2 separate regions of the Rattus norvegicus genome follow, and region 2 is linked to region 1. The links are chromatin contacts, called in public Hi-C maps. All regions are on one chromosome and are shown on one strand. Each heading gives the region's core, a stretch centred on a gene start, on an enhancer-like site or on the middle of the called end of the contact. The rest is flanking DNA. Distances are from core to core; before and after follow the strand shown. Region 1 overlaps LOC120100839 (a long non-coding RNA gene). Region 2 has its middle 290 kb from the start of Veph1.

Evidence for each region. Hi-C and Micro-C count contacts between places; a contact is called where the count stands out from the background.
Region 2: a Hi-C map of the Rat2 cell line shows a contact between it and region 1, with 4 times the contacts expected there. The contact joins two enhancer-like sites. A contact is called at or near these places in 2 of 12 Hi-C or Micro-C datasets (the A7r5 cell line and the Rat2 cell line).

Annotation. Positions count from the first base shown.
Region 1 is chr2:152,880,455-152,883,445 of GRCr8, reverse strand. All of the region lies in intron 1 of LOC120100839 (a long non-coding RNA gene), which reads right to left. Among named protein-coding and RNA genes, the nearest start is that of Veph1, 35 kb to the right of the region's middle. Within about 2 kb of position 1,570, at least 6 of the 93 cell types and tissues checked have an H3K27ac peak or open chromatin away from gene starts, as enhancers often do.
Region 2 is chr2:153,134,972-153,137,999 of GRCr8, reverse strand. No RefSeq gene overlaps it. Among named protein-coding and RNA genes, the nearest start is that of Veph1, 290 kb to the right of the region's middle. Within about 2 kb of position 1,754, at least 2 of the 93 cell types and tissues checked have an H3K27ac peak or open chromatin away from gene starts, as enhancers often do.

The sequences.
Region 1 (2,991 bases), core at 321-2,820:
TTAGTCTTTGACAATGGCTTCACTGACCAGCAAGATCTGAGGGTTGAGATGTGAGATGGTACACAGTAATAGTGCCTGGGAGGAGAACATGCCTCTGGGGACCATCCTGAGCTACTGGCAAAGGACCAAAGGAGAGCAAGTGTGTCTCAGTGGGTTCTGATGTCCACAGGAAACATAAGAGGTCTCCAGATAATCACCATATAAGCACTACACATTTGGTATTTCGAAGTAGTAGAGGAAAAATAGGAACTTCTTTTGTTTTTTATTTTGAAAGAATTGAGTGTGATGGTTTGTATAGGCTTAGCCCAGGGAGTGATACTCTTAGGAGATGTGGCCTCGGAGTAGGTGTGTCACTGTAGGCATGAGCCTAAGACCCTCACCCTAGCTGCCTAGAAGTTAGTTTTCCACTAACAGCCTTCGAATGAAGATGTAGAATTCTGAGCTCCTCCTGCACCATGCCTGCCTGGATGCTACCATGCTTCTGCCTTGAGGATGATAGACCTCTGAACCCCTAAGCCAATCCAATTAAATGATGTCCTTATAAAAGTTGCCTTGGTCATGTCATGGTGTCTGTACACAGCAGTAAAACTCTAGCTAAGACATTGAGAGTTGTAGACAAGTTCTATTATTCAAGTAGTCATGCTTTTTGTATACCTGCTATGCATAGTGAGTTTTACTGAGCTAGGTTTGAGGGTTGCATTGTTGAAGAGAAAGAAAATAAATAGAAAATAAGTTAATAAATAATAGGCTGAGAAGATGTCAGGAAGGGGTAAGTGGGGAATTAGGATGTAAGCACTGAGCCTCTAGATAGGGGATCAGAGATGTCTTGGAGAAACATCACAAGTCATGCTAGGTAAGAATTTTGCAACTCGGGTGGGGGGGAAGGCGGTAATGGGGGGAGGATGGGGAGGGGAACACCCATATAGAAGAGGATGGGGAGGGGTTAGGCGGATGTTGGCCCGGAAACTGGGAAGGGGAATAACAGTCGAAATGTAAATAAGAAATATTCAAGTTAATAAAGATTAAAAAAAAATTTTGCAACTCACTAATCTAGTAGTGTGGTAACACGTAAGGTCATACCAGCCAAAAGACAAGACAGAATTTATAGGCCTCTGTGGACCATGATCATGGGTTCAGATTTGGATTTTAGGCTGTGTACAGTGAGCTATGAAAGGGTTTTAAACAGAAGGCTCTACAATCAAATCTATATTTTGATAGTAACTGTTTCTGTATAGAGCTGCATTGTTAGGGAAGGAAACAGGACTCAATTACAGGCTGCTACAGGAGTCAGGCCAGAGGCAGAGACCTGCAAATAAATTGAAACATGAGACGGAAGAAAATAAAAAAAGATGTGCTTTTAGATATGGAGTCAGGGGGACCAATGCATTCAAGCTTTGGAAGAGCCGGTGTTGGGTGCTGAGATGACTCTGAGGTCCCTGGTCCTAGTGATTGAGTACATATCAGGACCACTCCTGATTCAGGCAAACAGTGAGCCTGGAGGATGGGCTTTCTCAGAGCTGCGGTGAGCCTCAGTTTGTTCCACTGTGGACTTACTTGCTTTGGTATGGCTGAGTCACCTCCTCCATGGGATTTTCAAGGAGGAATTTAGATGAGTCAGAGGCCATGTGTCAGAGGAGAGGTCCGAGAAGATGTAATCATGAGAGTCTTCACTAGAGATGGCCTTCAAAGTCACCTGTGTCTCTAGACATACCAAGTCACTTTAAATGAGAGCAATTGAATTAGGTTTTTATCAAAATAACTTCAATATTTTTTTAATTTAACTTCCAGCTAGATTTCTGGTTTGTTTACACAGAGCCCTTTTCTGGCAGGAATACATAGCTCTCTGCTGCACAGAGGTTGACCAGCAAGATGAGCCTCCTCAGACCTGACTGAGCCTTTTTGCCACCGGCCTCCATCCCATGCAGGATGAAGGTTCTCTTTAAATTTTCAAGTAAGGGGATCTTCCTGAGTCCTGATCAATTCTCATATACTAAATCACTCTGCTGTGAAATCCCAAGAGCTTTAGTAGATTTCTTGGGTGTATTTCCAAATGTTAATCAAAAATCTTTCTGGATTTTTTCATCGGCAGTACAGAGGTAGACTAGGACACACTAATCCCATCTTCAGAAGTCTAACCAGTAGGAAGACAAGATAGACTGAGCTGTAAATTTACCTTCATGTTTGTTGTTTCCTTCCATTTATTCCCATAGAAAGCCAAGCACAGTCACTCGTGACCCTCAGAGGTGACTACCTCTTGAAGGCTCACGTGTGAGCGTCTGCTGCACAAAAAGATCACTGTGGTGGGCGCCTCTACCTTCCACACAAGCGTTGGTGAGAAGTGTCAAGATGGACTTAAGCTCCGGCACAAAGATTTACTTTCAAATGCCAGCCATTTTCCCAGCCTCCGTGAATAATCCAGACTTGGTGTTTGGGGCCTTTAGACACAGTAATAATGCAAACGGAATCAAAATCATCATTCATATTATTAACAAGCGTTTTTCAGTAATGTTTTGAGTAAGTGCCTAATAAAGTTTAAGAAATAAAGATACTCATGTTATTAAAGAGGAATTACTAGGTTTCCATTCATAAGCTTCAATATCCTGCTTAATGGATTCCATACAGCCTAACAGAAACCTCGTGAATGAATTATGGTAAAGCAGTTCACAAACATTATATGGTTTCCTTTTTTTTTTTTTTTACTTTTGTTTCCTCTCCGTGAAATAACAATGAGGCACGTAGCTTGAATAAGGTCATTTCTTATAACAGAATGAAAACATTAGGGGGACTCTGGTTGTATTTTAGCCTACAGGCAAAAACACCACAGCTTTATGGTCAGACAGTGCCCCCTTGTGGAACATGTAAGGTTGGTAGAACTGCGTTGTGATCGGGATCCCTGAAATTGAAGGTGGGCAAGGCTGAAAGAAGCCAATAATCAAATCCTGTGCCTCATTGTAAAGAGCCTCTTGGCTGAAGGAGGCACTTTACGGAAAA
Region 2 (3,028 bases), core at 505-3,004, 250 kb before region 1:
CCAGGAGGCTGCTGAGGAAAGAGGACAAGGCAGATGAGTAGGTCAGCATCAGGAGAGGGGTAGAAGGTTTTTGAGACCTTACCATTTTAATTACTAAGAGTAAGTAGAAATGGGAGAAGATAACAAGATTGCTGGCAGAACCTAGCTTTCGATTATTACTGTAAAAATTATGTTTCTGAAGAAATAAAAGTGGAAAAGGGAAACATAAAGAGGGACAGATTTGTTGAGATGGCAGACACTTTTTAATTTTAATTATTCATATCTTATTTCTTTTCAAAAAGAACTTGCAGTATTATGACTGCAATTTTTTAAAAAACATAGTTATGATAGGCTTCTTAAATTATAATGCTGTTGCTTAATGTATTAAAAAATAGGAAGGCTATTGGGACATGGGTATAAATAATTAATACATGAAAGTTTGTGAATATCAGTGAAATAGATTATATTAAATAGTATTAGCTTTTGCTATTCTTTTAAAAAGTGATGTTTTCATTATTAGCTTTTAATAGCTTCACCCGAACATTTGTACATGGATTGTCCAAGCCTTTGAAGATCACAGTGAGCCAGACAGACTTTAGAAAACTCAGAGTGTGAATGAGTACAAAGAGTAAACACTTGGGTGGAATTTACTTGGGCTATGAGGTCTACTTATCGAGCAACATCTATATGCGCGACACGGCCTATGACGTATAGAAAGAATAAAATGTAACCTCCATCTTTAGAGATCTTACAGGATGGTGCAGTAATTAAGATAAAGGAATTTCTTTAATGAGATGGGCGAGCTCATGGGCCCGTACACAGAGCTGAAAGAGCACACACTGAACTGGCAACTGGGGGCACGTCTGGTGATAGATATGGTTTCTGCGACAAGTTTTGAACTCCACCAAGAAGTTCAGTGAAGGGCTGGGAATGGATGAGAGGACGGGAGGTGCTTGCCACCGAGAAAGCATTAAATTTGAACTCTCAGAACTAGGAAAGTATAGCATATGTAGGGATCGCCAGTGCCCATGCTGAGGTCAGGTGAACTTGTGATGTTTGTTCTGTTCTTCTACCTTTATGTGGGCTCTAAGGATAGAGCTCCAGTCTCTGGGGTTTTGTGCTATAAGTGGCTCTGCCCATTGAGCCACCTTACCAATCTTCACCCTCACATTTCTGAGAGCTGTCTTGGCCATCACCTTGGAGTCAATATTTCTTTCCCTTTCCTGAGATGAGAGGTCATTTTTGTCTCCATATGCATATTAGGAAAGACTGTCTTGTTTTGGATGCAGCTTTGCTACCTGTGCAAGTCACAAGCCACGACCTGTATTGCACTGTGACCCCCGTGACCCTGGCTTCCTCAAGAGAAAGCCACATTTGTGTAACAGCTTTCTCAATGCTCCAAAGTTTTTGGATAACTGAAAACCAGTAATGCCATTTCCAGCGCGCTCTCTCTCTGTCTCTCTCTGTCTCTCTCTGTCTCTCTCTCTGTCTCTCTCTCTGTCTCTCTCTCTGTCTCTCTCTCTGTCTCTCTCTCTGTCTCTCTCTCTGTCTCTCTCTCTCTCTCTCTCTCTCTCTGCAGATGAAATGAAATGAAGCTATTAACGACAAGCGGGATGGGAAAGGCATCTGGCAGCTTTGCAAGGTACTGGCCGCCCTCCGCTCGTGAGCGAGACACCTTGCTTTCATTTTGTTCCGCTCTTCAAAGCAAACTGGCAATAGCATTAGCAGATCAAGCCCGAGGCCTTCCGGAGACTCTGTCCCGAAACTTGGTGTTTCCTTGCAGTTGGACTCATTTGTGCTAAGTGCCTTGATCTGTTCATATATCAGAAGAGGAATTTGGGGATTTGGATGACACTAACTCCCAGGCTGGGGGAGGTTTGTGGGGTTAGATTGTGCAAGAAGGAGAATCAGCCGTTTCTTAAGGCCCGCCTCCTCGCCTCCTCGCCTCCTCGCCTCCTCGCCTCCTCGCCTCCTCGCCTCCTCGCCTCCTCGCCTCCTCGCCTCCTCGCCTCCTCGCCTCCTCGCCTCCTCGCCTCCTCGCCTCCTCGCCTCGCCTCGTCGAAGCTGGAGGAGAGGTGAGGGAGCCAGGTCTCCTTAGGGAGAGGGTGCTTTGCATTCTCAAGGCAGACCTTTACCAGGGCACTTTGTCCTTTGGCCTGGGGGAAGATGAGTTTTCTAAATGACTTAACTAACTTCTTTTTTGGCATACTTTAGTCTTTGGTTCACTTCCAGGTACTAGAAAGAATGTAAATATGGAATGAATCAACTTTTTCCACATTTTTCTCTAGCAGTTCTTTTATGAAGACCAGATTTTCCATAGAGGAAATTAAAAAATACATAAAACTGAGAGGCCGTGGTGTTGTTGAGAACAGCCTCATTTTCCACGTCACTTTGTGACTGGCAGCGCACACTGTATTCCAATGGCATTAGTACAGAGTGCGGAGTTTGTTTCAATTAGCTTCCTTTTTGCTCAAGAAGAGGAATTACCATAAATCCCTGGAATGACAGTTGACTCACAGAGGGGCTGGTGTCATTGTGCTAGGAAAATTTTTAGAGCTTAAAAAAAAAAAAAGACTATACCTAGTTATAAAGATGATTACACTCTGATCTAATGCATTTGATATAGGCCTCTGGCCTAAATGAGGAACAAGAGAAGGACAATGACATAATTCATTCCAAACGACAGATAACTTCTCCTTTCATAGTAAATGCGGGCAGAACAATTTTTTTCCATTTTAGAGCATTTCTCTGCATAAAACACAAGAATTTTCATAAGCATCCCATTGGGATTTTCCCCCCATTTGGATTCTATTCTTTCAGATGATTTGAACTATTCTAGAGCATCAGTAAACATCTGAAAATTCGATATTTGGTAAAGACAATTGGTAAAAACAGCTTTAAAAAAAGAAAATAAAAAAAAGAAAGAAAAAGAAAAACCAGAGCCGGAATGTTACGCAAAGTGGTATCTGGATTGCTATCTAAATGAAAACAGACACTCGGAGACACTGTAAGTACAAGTCCAGACCGTCACCCCTCAGAGCTCTTCTGC